2 separate regions of the Gossypium hirsutum genome follow, and region 1 is linked to region 2. The links are chromatin contacts, called in public Hi-C maps. All regions are on one chromosome and are shown on one strand. Each heading gives the region's core, a stretch centred on a gene start, on an enhancer-like site or on the middle of the called end of the contact. The rest is flanking DNA. Distances are from core to core; before and after follow the strand shown. Region 1 holds the start of LOC107917595 (protein SPOROCYTELESS). Region 2 holds the start of LOC107917195 (double-strand break repair protein MRE11).

Region 1 (6,438 bases), core at 2,719-5,218, 180 kb before region 2:
TAGTTATCATATGAAATATCATTCATTAAAAAAATTGGATATATCTCAAAATTACATATGATTTTTGGTTCAATATGTAATGTTATACATGAATTTTGATTTTGTATAATTTTATACAATGACATTTTTGTTTGATTCAATTTTCATAAACTACTAGCATCATCATTAATACAATATCATTTTGTGTTTACATGTTACATACACAAATATTTATACTTATATAAAATGAAAATAAATTGATGTGCTCATTTCTGTAAATGTGTACAATTGAATCAAAATCTAAGTTTTATATGTACAATTGAACTAAAATCAAAGTTTAATGTGAATAACTACACAAAATCAATGCTTGTATATCAAATTACACATTGGGTCAAAATTCATGTATAATTTTGATATTTATCCCTTAAAAAAAGTGACCTTCGTTTCCCAAGGAAAACGTAGGTTGAATTCTGCTATTAGTCCTTTTATTTTGTGAAAGTTGTGGATTTAGTCCATGTACTTTAATTTGGTCATTTTTAGTCCCTGTACTTTTTTAATTTTAAAATTTCAATTCTCACCAAGCGGTAACTGTTAAATTCATTCAATTAAATTATGATGTTTCCAAAATTTGATGCGACAAAACATATCATATGTGTAAGGCCATATTAGCTTGTTATTTCCACATATTACTCACTAAAATTTTAATTAATGAATTGACGACTACCATTTGTTTCAATATTAAAATTTTAAAATTTGAAAAGTATATGTACTTAAAATGATCTAGTCGGAGACTATAGGTTAAATCTACAAATGTATGCATGGTACATGGTTAACAATTGAATTTAACAAAACGGATTTAATTGCTACTATTTGAGTCATGATTGAAATTTCATAATTTGAAAAGTACAATGAGTAAATTTGACCAATTTGAAAAGTAGAGGACTAAAATTGATCTAATTAAAGTACAAGGACTAATAGCAGAATTTAACCAAAAATATAACACTCTAAAAATGATTAAGAGAAACATTCTCCTCCAAGCACATCATACTCGTGGACGTGCCGGAGTGGTTATCGGGCATGACTAGAAATCATGTGGGCTCTGCCCGCGCAGGTTCGAATCCTGCCGTCCACGTTTTAACTTTCTTACCTTTTGGTGGCAATTTCCTTCAATTTTCTTTTCCTTCAAAATTTTCCTAGAAAACAAACACAAATTTTCTCAACCATGAAGAATTAATGATATTGTTGTTTTCTTAAACCAAAACAATTGAGAAAACCCATCAAAAAGTAAGTTATTATTAGCCCCCCCAACACCAAAAAAAAAAGCTTCCAATGCTCAGCTTTGCTACTATCAGAGACTACCAGTCCCACGTCCCTCATCTTCATATTAAAAAATATAATTTACCATCTTCCTTTTTTAACTTAAAAAAACATTATTTGTGTTCAAGTTCATATTGTAACTTTTATACCTGCACTAATCAGTTACAGGCTTACAGCAGTAGGTAGCAGCCAGTTTCTGATGATCCTCCAGTTAATGTTTTTGCTTTAATTTTGCTGGAAACAGTGACAGTTTATATATATATATTATACTCTTTGCTTACACCTTTTTCAAAGCAACCCCTAAAAAAGGTGTACTTAATTAGCTCACTCCCATAAACAGAAAGCTAGAGATGCCCTCCTTGTGTTTCACCACATTAAATTTTTAAAAAAATGAAGTAAAATTCTAAAAGAGAGATAGAGACAGTTGCTAGGGTTTTGAGCCAATTCTTTCCACCCTATATTTATATATCCCAGACCTTGGTGTATATATATATAATCTGAAGACAAGTAAAACTCAGTTTTTTTTTCGAAGTTAAAAGTACAATATATCTAGGATTGTGAAATGACAGCCAGGGTTAATGGTTTTTATCACTGATGAACCATATTTGGGTGCTTCCATATGCAATACACAATACCAGTCTCTACAATCTACACATCTTCTTCTATATGTATTTGGCAATGGCAATGGCAATGGCAATGTGAATTTAGACTAGACAGAAACTTTGAACTTGGTTAATTTCTTCACTATTTTGCTGTATCTGTCAAGATTGTACACTTTTTTTAATCATAAGAAATATGTGGGTATCTACAACATTTCAAATAAAAAGTGGTGACCATATATATTTTTAATTAAGTGTAACAACAAAAGAGGAACTTTAAAAGCTGTATTTTGGAATTTGGTTTTTTTTAAAAAAGCATTAATTACACCTCCAAAATCAATGTAACAGTAAAACCAAGATTTTCCTGTATGCTTCTAATATGAAAGCTTGAGTGACAGATCAACACAATTAGGAGCATTATTAGCATAAGAAGCTTCACCACCTACTGTAATTGCTGATGAAGAAGCTTCTTCAGGAAATTCCCATTCCTTGGAAGCTGTGTTTCTGCCATTTTTCCCTGGGAAAAATTCATACTCCATCACATAACTTCCAGTGCCAAATGAATTTCCTTTCCTGTGAATCGCCACAACATCCACTGTCTACAACAACACAAAGAACCCCATAAGAAGAACGGTATTTTATTTTAAAAAAACCCAATTTGATTGGTCATCATCATCACCTCATTGATGTTCATTTGGCCTGCTGCTGCATATGCATAAGCACTCCTTGCAGCTCTAGCACTGAATCCCTTCATCATCTCTTCATTTGTGTTTTGATTGTTTTCCAGGTTCCATCCATGAAAGTCAGTTCCTTTGTTTGGAAAAGCTTGTCCAAATTGGTTGAATAAACCTCCATTAAACTTCCCGTTCTCCATATTGCAACGCTTCTTCTACAACATGTATTCAAGTGATCAATAAGATGGCAAAGAAGTCATATATAAAAGAAAGAACTTGAGACAGATACTGACTAGCTTTTGGGTTCATTTTGAGTGATTTTTAGATACAATCCCAAGAAACATAAGACTAATGATCTCCTAATTGTAGCTCTCTCTTTTTTTCTGTGTTGCTATATTTTTCTAGCAAGCCAAACAGGAGGAATCAAGAAATCCTTTCCAACTTATAACTCCTTTTTCCCCCATTTTTTTCTCAGGAATCAGACATAAACATTTAGAAATAAATATCAGAATCAACAATATTACGACCTGTTCAACTATATCATCTTTTTACTTCACATTTCCTACATTTTGTTAGAAACAAAAACAAAACATCACCAAAAACCAAAAGCACAATACTTAAAACAAGCAAACAAAACCCAAAGCACAAAACTTGCAAATTAAGAAGCTTTGAAAAAAAAAGGGGTAAAAGCTAGACCTTAAAGCAAAGATCACAATGCTCAGGCTTGCAATGCTGGAACTTTGGCATTGAAGAGAGCTCTTTAGAAGCCTCCACAACACTAGCAGCAGCACAACCAACCTGAACATTACCAGGATTTCCAACCAAAACCTGACTATTAAACCCACCAAACCCTCCATTACCAACAACTCTTTGCATCATCAAACCATCTGTGTCAGCCCCCCAACCCCATAACCCCCCACTTCCACCATTGATCATCATGGGGGGAACACCATAGTTTGCTACACCATGCAGGACAGGCACATTACTAGCTCCCATAGCTTCACAACCGAACTGGTTTATTGTCGTTGTGGTCCTTGTTTCACTCATTTTCCTCAAACGTTCAAGTTGGGCCACTCCCATACCTCTTTGAGGCTGTTTCTTTTGGTATGGACCTTTCCCACTTGATTTCCTTCCTTTGTTGCTCTTCACAAACTCCATGGCAGGTTTAGCTTCATCTTCCATGGGTTTTGTTGTTGGGTTATCAGTGTTTGGAGTCAAGAGTGTAAGTGAAGTAGCCATTAAAAAAAGAAGGGTTTTGATATGTTTTTAGCTTAAATCAAAAAGAGAGAGAAAGAGAGTTTTTCTTTTCTTTTCTTTCCCTGTCTTTGGCTTTTGCTTGATGATCAAAAGAACGGGGATTTTATAGACAGAGGGTTCTGAAAGATTTGGATTTTCCTTAGACATCAATTTATTGCAATTAAAAATAAAGTTTTCATTAAAAAAACAGATAACAAGGTACATGTTCTTGTATTTTTTCCCCAGGTTTTTATTTTGTTTTTATCAATTCTAAAATCTTCACCACATAATATATTAAAAATTAATTTAGAATATAATAAATACATAAAATTTGAAAAAAAAATCATTGATTTTTCATAAATTTCTTTGTTGATCCATAACTTTTTTTATTAAAAAAAGGACAAAAAGAATTCATCCCTGGAATCAGTAAAACCAGCCTGAGGAATAGCAAATTCCAGCCAAAGAACACCAATCCCTATGCAAAACCAAAATCCAAAAGCAAATCCATCTAAACGCGCGTGTAGTACAAAAGCGTGTCCTGTAATGGAGTATTGAAACACGCGCATAAGAGAGAGTGAGCATGGAGTTCAATAATATAGTACCTAGAGACACGTGTCATGCACTGAGGGCAACTGATTATACCGGGGACATGATCTGAAACACAAAGGACATTACAACTCCGTTTAAGTAGTTGGGGAGTGTCAGTTTAGACAAAAGTAGCATACAAACATTAGGGCTTTTCATTTTCATGCAAAAAATATATTTAATTTCTTTCCCCTTTCCCCCCCAATTTTCTTCTAAATAATTTATGATTTTTTAAAATATAATATAACCTGAAATTTAAATGCTATAAAAACAAAATCATTTAAAAATTTTCTTGATCTAAAATGATATGACAATGATTTAATGGTCAGGATATTGGAAAAAAAAAGGGAAAATTTTGAAGTGTCAAAAGCCATTAGGGTTCTCAAACAACATTGTGGGGGTACAATGGTTTTACATTACAAATTGATTTATGTAATGGGCATGATATTGTGATAGTAGGGAAAGATTTGGGTAGACTCAAACAAGGATTTGTGAAATTATTTTGTATTTATGTATTTTTTAAGTCGTATTTAATATTTATTAGATTATGACATATTCATGATATAGGTTAAAAAATTATATAAAAATATACTTATAAAAAAATTATGTAAAATTTAAATGAAATATTAGTTAAAATGGTAAATTTAAGTGTTTTGTGTTCAAATCTCAGTATGTGTTCCGATTTGGTTTAAAATTATCCATAGTCCCTCTCTAATCCATAAATAGAAGGGTAATACGTTTCAACACACTCGAACCTACGTCATCTTGCATTGACAAAAATAATCATACCAATCGAGTTAAGATTCAATTCACATTTTTATATTATTTTCTTGATTCAAATACGGAAAAAAGCATATGCGATTGATGAAACTTTTGTGGATACTCAAAAATAATAAATCTAAATGTCTCGAGATACATGTAATATTAATCAAGGATGGTAAGTAAAAGGTGTAAGGGCAATCATAGAGTAAGATTTGGTCATGACAATGTGAATCTGCCTAGCTATGTTGTAGGGTTGCAATGATGGCCTAATTCTATCATATTTGGAAAGCTTATTCCATGTGGTAGTTTATGGTTGCCCAATTTGTTGTTTGAACACAATAATAAAAATATTTGTACTAGGATATGCCATTAATGTTTCAATTATTTCTCTCCTTAGTTTTTATTAATTATTAAATTATGTTGTCTTCATTTAATTGGATCCAATTTCCAAATATCTAATTAAATTGAGAATCCTTTTCTTGTTGGATACTAAAAATATCTTTATTCTATGTGTTCATTTCATAGATTCAATTAAAAATAAACAGTCCACCTATAATTAATTTTTATTACAATTTTTAGTTATCCCATCGCAATAAAATAATAATAATAATGTAAATATCAACAATTTGTTAGTAGGGTTTCTTATAATAGTTTGATGGATTTCAATTAGATGCTTCTTTTACTTTACAAAAATTAAACCCTTTACTTTAGTTTATCAGAATTTGATTCTCGTATTTTATGAAGATTGAAAAATTAATCTAATTGGATAACACTGTTAAACCTTCCCATTACATATTTGACCTGAAAATCAGTAGTTCAACAATTTTATATGCAATGAACTAGCAAAACAAGCAATTCAACAATCTGTATGCAACTAGTAATTAGAAAAACTAGTAGTTCAAGTTCACATGTTTGTTAATGAACTAACTTATTAATTTTCATAAAATAAAGGGATATCATTCAATTCTTGGATCATAAAGAAACTAGTGAAGAATAAGATCCCATGGATAAATACTAACTACAAATACATGATATTTGTATATGTATTTGTATTAGACCCATAAATTCTATATTTAGTGATGAACTAAAGGATGAACCCCCTTTCTTATCCCCAAAGCATTTCCTTCTTTTTCCTTGCAAAAATAACTAACTTCCACCTAACATTTCAAGTATTCTCTTTGGTTTCCCATGTGTTGCATTCATCTCTTCAAAACTACTCTACCCAAAAGCTCCAACATAATCCAATCATATATATTATTCCATTGTATGTGTTAGACTTTCTCTTT
Region 2 (6,063 bases), core at 1,263-3,762:
AAAATGGCGTACTTGAAAAAAATAAAAATAAAAACAGAATTAAAAGTATAGATGAATTGAGATTGTGTAAATTGAAATCGAATTTGTAAAAATAAACAGAGTCGAGAAAAGAGATTCTTGGATTGAGAGATTCCAGCCTTCGGTTATCTCGATCCTCCTTTGGTTCAATCCTAGGCTTTTAGATGGTCCTTCTCATGACAGAATAAGCCAATTATAGTGGAAGAGGACGCCTACGATCATCAGCTCCACTTAGAATTTAGACTTACGATATAGGGGAACTTGACTCTAGCGAATTGTCACTTTTGTGGGATTGTCTTACACTAGATCATCACTTCTCAATGGCGAATGCCACACCACTTTGTCTATTGGGCTCGACAACCACTGACGCAATAAGCTAACGAACCGACTGTGCAACCTTCGCAAAACATACAAAGCGGCCGCCTTTGCACAAGATGAAAAGATCACTTTTGAAGGGATATGAACGGAAGCGCCAATCCTGTAGTGCAGAGAAATGATGAATACTCGTTGAGAAAGCTAAGTGCGGATTCTAAGCCTTATGAACCCTTTTTGGGGAATCTCGAAAACTTTTGGTTAGATGAGTTTAGTGGCTCATGCTTTTTGGAAAAAAGAAATAAGTTTAATAAAATGAAATTTTTTTGAAAAATAAAAAGAACAAAAAGCTAGAGCTTTTTAGAAGAGGAAGCTTTTACAGAAAAGATGAGTGCCAATTTGTATCACTCCATCCCCTATTTATAGTACTTAAAAAAATCTAGTTTGTTCCTACTTAAATTCTAAAAGATAAATAAAGATAAAAGTTGAAATTAAATCTAACTAATAATCTTAACAATAATCCTAATAAAATTCAAATTTAAATAGAGTCTTCTGTTTATAAATCTCTTCTTTGAATTTTTACCTTAAGTCTTTCGTACTTTGTACTTTCGACACCACTTTTTCTCTATTTCGCATGTTTTCCCATTTTGTCTTTAAATTCATTCTTTTTTCCTATAAATTTTCTTTTGCTTTCAATTTAATCCCTAACACATAAAAAAACCATAAATAGCTCAAATTAGTAGGATCATACCCAAACATGGTGTTAATGAACTTTATATATATATGTTTTTAATTTTAATTTTAATTTTTAAAGTTTTAAAGTTTTGAATTATTTGTTGACGTTAAAGATAAGAAAAATGATGTTACGTTAACATTAATTGTACATGGACTACCATGTGAGTTGCCAAGCCAACAATGTTAAAAATTAATGTTTTAGTCATCATTTCCATTAAAATAATGAATTTGACTCTTTTTCTGAAAGGTTAATGACTAAATTTAACTAAAAATTTAATAAAAGCCAAATTGATAGAAAATGTAAACGTTTAGGGATAAATTCATCATTATACCCTTATTATAAATAAATTCAATTTTCTTATAATATGGTTTTACAACGCATTTAGATATTTTCATAATTATCCATATGCTTAATATTAACATTAATTTTGAACTTTGTAGGTATTGATCTTCATCAATCTAAGTATTCCCTCTGTGAATCATACTGCGCACATGACTCTCCGTGAAGGTCGGAGGATAAAACCCCGACACAGTGACAATACATTTGATTGTTGAGGGCAACATTGATTGCTTGTCGAACGAGACTTCGAAGACTTATCTGAAATAGTTGACCTCACTCAACAGAAATAATGAATTTTCAAAAATTAAAGCTTATTATTATTAAACAAAATAATTATATTCAATGATTAATTTTTACTAATATATCAAATAGTTTTATAATATAAATTCAGTGCTTAATTTTTTAGTTCATCAAACACATTTTAAATTTTAGGATAAACTACATTAGTAATTACCTAACTATGTTTTTATTTTGTCACTCAACTATAAAAAAGTTATAAAAATTATCACCCAACTATTCAATTTTGTATTTTTTTATCAGTAGCAAGTTAATCGGTTAAAGTATAAAATAAAGCGGTTAGTTTTTACATTTTTTTAACTAAACCAAGTAATTGTCAGACCATTATTTTGTCAAAAAAATATTATGTTTGTATTTTTTTGTCAAAATACCTAAAATTATCAATAACCCCTTCCTACCCATAGATCAAAAGATAATGCGTTTCAACGCACTCAAACCTATATCCTCCTGTATTGACAACAATGTCTACACCAATTGAACTAAAACTCAAAAAAAAAATATAGAAACTTATTTAGATTTTCAATGCCAATTACCAAAGAAAGACTTTATAAGGTAATAACATGGGCTGTAGAAAGTTCCCAACTTCGAGCTTAAATAATGGACCAAGACGATCGAAACCCATTTGAATCAAAATGGACCAAACTTAACTGGATAATACAAACCCGACCCGTTTAATCTCTCCAAAATTTAGCCTTATTTTCTCCCTCCCCTTTGAAATTCCCCGCCGTTTCTTCCACTTTTCTCAACTTCACAAGAGTCGAAACTTATTTGGTAGCTAATATATCTCTCATTTTCTTAATTCATTTTTGTTTGATTTACTTGCTGCAGATTATAGTGCTTCAGGTATTATATTATAGAAAAATACTTTACAGTTTCTTGACATTATTTTTCCATCTGTTTTTCAGGTTTTCAATTTAGAGCGAAATCTATTACTATGAACGATTCTAGAAGGTAAAATTTATCCATTTTATTTTATTTTAGTTTGGATATGATGTAATAAAGAAAAGAAATTTTCAGACAGGATGTTAGCAACACGCTTCGAATACTTGTAGCGACGGATTGTCATTTAGATTATATGGAGAAAGACGAAATACGACGGCATGATTCTTTTCAAGCATTTGATGAAATATGTTCAATAGCAGAGGAAAAACAGGTGATTCTTTTTTTTTTCTTTGAAATCTCCACATTGTTATATTCCAAGGAATTTTTTATATTCGATATGATTTTCACCTGAAAAAAAGACCTCGGAATTTCTGTGTTAATTTATAGTGAACTTCATGTTTTTGTAGTGTTAGTATGCACTGATTTGTATTTGGTATCAGGTGGACATTTTACTCCTTGGTGGAGATCTTTTCCATAAAAATAAGCCGTCGAGGTCAACTTTAGTTAAGGCCATTGAGATTCTTCGTCGGCATTGCCTTAATGATCAACCGGTCCAGTTCCAAGTTGTTAGCGACCAGACTGTGAATTTTCCAAATACGTAATGGTTTTCACTCTTTCTCAGTGTTATGTGTTGCTGATTTAATGTCCGAATTGTATTTTCCTTCATTCTTTTTGTCTCAGCTTGATTAATGTAGTTAATGTAATTAAACTAAGTTTATAACTTATATTCTGGATGTATATGTGCTCCAATTGTTAATATGCAAATATGCTCTTTCTATTTGTTGCTTGACAAGTTTCAAAGATTATGATCACATTTAGCTTGTTACTACCATTTCTCTCTTTACAGATTTGGGCATGTGAATTATGAAGATCCTCACTTCAATGTTGGTTTGCCAGTGTTTAGTATTCATGGGAACCATGACGATCCAGCTGGAGTGGTATGGAACTTATGGAAACATGCTCCCCCCTCCCCTTTTTCTTATGTTTTTTTTTTCATTTTAGAGATAAATCATGGTTGCTCAATATTTTTTGTTCCAATTTTGGGGTCCCATCCTAAGTTAGTGTTATAAAGTCCCATTCATCACCATTCACCAATGGCATGCCTATCTGTATATGCGGGACTGAATAATTGTAGAGAAAACTTTTCAGCTGTTTACTCCCTTTCTTGATTTGTTAGATAATCATGCTTTATAGAGTGCACAAGTCCACTGTTCTTAATATTTCTATGAGCATTCCGTTCTCAACTGTTTATTGGTGACAGGACAACCTTTCTGCTATTGATATTCTTTCAGTATGTAACATTGTCAACTATTTTGGGAAAATGGTTCCTGCGGGTTCGGGTGTTGGCCAGATTACTCTCTACCCTATTCTTATCAGGAAGGTCTGCTAGTGATTTCGTTAACATGAATTAGAAGGGTAATTGCACATTTGTTGGGAAACTTAGGTCTCTTTTTGAATTGAAGGGTTCAACTGCTGTAGCCCTTTATGGTCTTGGGAATATTAGAGATGAGCGGCTCAATAGAATGTTTCAGGTGCCTTTATAAGTTTAGATTGAACTTTTATTACTGCTCATTAGTTTCTGACTTCCCGGATATTCATTTAAAATATCTGTTATGTGGTTTATATTTGGTTTCTCAGACACCTCAAGCTGTGCAATGGACGCGACCTGAACCTCAAGAAGGATGCGAAGTGTCTGATTGGTTCACCATTCTGGTACTTCATCAGAACAGGTTGTGTGTGGATGTTGCATGTCCTTATTAGTGTGTATCATGCTCAAAGTGTTCTGCTTCGTGATTGAGTTATTTCATACATGACCTAAACTAAAAGTGGAAAAAGAAGACATTATAGTGCAAAACTACATGTGTACATATTAAAACCTTCAACTCACGTGGCCTGCAGAGTGAAAATGAACGCTAAAAATGCAATAAATGAGCGCTTCTTACCACGCTTCCTTGATTTCATAGTTTGGGGACACGAACATGAATGTCTTATTGACCCTCAGGTGGATTTGTAAAATCTTTCCAATGTATTATTTTTTATCCCTTTGAGGATGTAAAAGATTGAAGGTCGATTTTAACTTCATAGGAAGTGCCAGGGATGGGATTTCACATTACTCAGCCAGGTTCCTCAGTTGCAACATCACTGATTGATGGAGAATCAAAGCCAAAGCATGTGCTTCTTTTAGAAATTAAGGTTCTACACCTGAAAGATTGGATTTGTCATTTAATCAAGCAGTATTGGTTTCTTATATATATTTTCACACCATGGTTTGTTGCTATTGTTTAGGGCAATCAATATCGTCCAACCAAAATACCTTTGACAGCAGTGAGACCTTTTGCATATATAGAGGTAAAGCAGTATCATTGTTAAATACTTTTGAAACTATTTATATAAGGCAATAAATTGAGAAGAATTCTTTTGTCTTATTCAATGTTCATGATTTAGGTTGTGTTGAAGGATGAACCTGACATTGATCCCAATGATCAAAATTCAATTCTTGAACATTTGGACAAAGTGGCAAGTCTCTTTCTTGCATGAGATAATTTTAGACTTTATCTAATAGAGAAGTCTAACGATTAAATCTTTTAAGCATTTATGGTGAGAACAAAATCCTTTATTGCCTTTATCGTAATAATTAAAATTCCGTTTTAGGTCAGTGGTCTAATAGGAAGGCTGTCAATGGATCAGAGCCCAAGCTTCCATTAGTCCGAGTTAAGGTGATTTCGGCCTCTGCTTTGTTAACAATGCTAATGCTACTATGAAAGCTGATTATTGCATACATGTTTCACTTTTTAGAGGTATAGCAGCCTGCACCTTTCCCCTGCATTCTTATGTTTCTATGTCATTTTCAAAGGAAATCAAAGAAAGACTGCTATAGATCTCTAACCCAACTAAGGCTAGCAAATCCTTTTCTTCCTTAGTTTTATCTTCAGTCATTATTTCTTTCATGCATTTGTCTTTTAAACCACCTCTGTCCTCTTTTTCTCCCTCCTGCCTTCTTCTTTTTTTTTCAAATCTTTACATCAAAATGCCTTTTTTAAAATAAAAAATAATATATTTTTCTTTTGAAGTTTTATTGACAGAAGTGTGTGGTGGTGATGTGGTGACTGGTATTAAGGATTTCACTTGAAAACTCCCATGCTACCTGTACAAAGCCAAATTTAGCCCGGGGCCCAACAACTCAAAATTTTAGCCCAATAACAGACCTAAAAATAAACCCAACTAGCCTAGCCCATTACAGAACCTGCCCAAAAACAATTCCCAAACTAAACCCACCAGCTACCAGCCCAAACCCCAAAGTCCTTTACAAACCCAACACCCATGGCCCAATAACCTAAAGCCCAATTCCCTTAAAAAAAATCTGCCTAGGGTTTCAGTTTTTGAAACCCTAGGCGCCGCGCCTATTGCCTTTTGGCCTGCCGCCGCCGCCAACGTCACGTCGTCACCACCACGGTCACGTCACCACCACCACTTGCGCC

What was found. A called contact is a pair of places that touch in the nucleus more often than the background predicts.
Region 1: a contact with region 2 is called in a Hi-C map of leaf, with 2.0 times the contacts expected there. The contact joins the promoter of LOC107917595 here to the promoter of LOC107917195 in region 2. A contact is called at or near these places in 2 of 34 Hi-C or Micro-C datasets (hypocotyl and leaf).

What each region holds. Positions count from the first base shown.
Region 1 is chrD01:8,273,711-8,280,148 of Gossypium_hirsutum_v2.1, reverse strand. It overlaps LOC107917595 (protein SPOROCYTELESS), which reads right to left and starts at 3,968. Exons shown (of 3, transcript XM_016846919.2): 1 at 3,266-3,968; 2 at 2,575-2,781; 3 at 2,110-2,494. The coding sequence starts at 3,808. The coding sequence ends at 2,270. TRNAS-AGA (transfer RNA serine (anticodon AGA)) reads left to right here and starts at 1,030; the gene lies at 1,030-1,111.
Region 2 is chrD01:8,089,228-8,095,290 of Gossypium_hirsutum_v2.1, reverse strand. LOC107917195 (double-strand break repair protein MRE11) reads left to right here and starts at 2,512. Exons shown (of 22, transcript XM_041086933.1): 1 at 2,512-2,653; 2 at 2,720-2,855; 3 at 3,025-3,182; 4 at 3,432-3,522; 5 at 3,846-3,965; 6 at 4,048-4,116; 7 at 4,223-4,314; 8 at 4,484-4,586; 9 at 4,670-4,777; 10 at 4,871-4,933; 11 at 5,030-5,105; 12 at 5,237-5,301. The coding sequence starts at 2,637.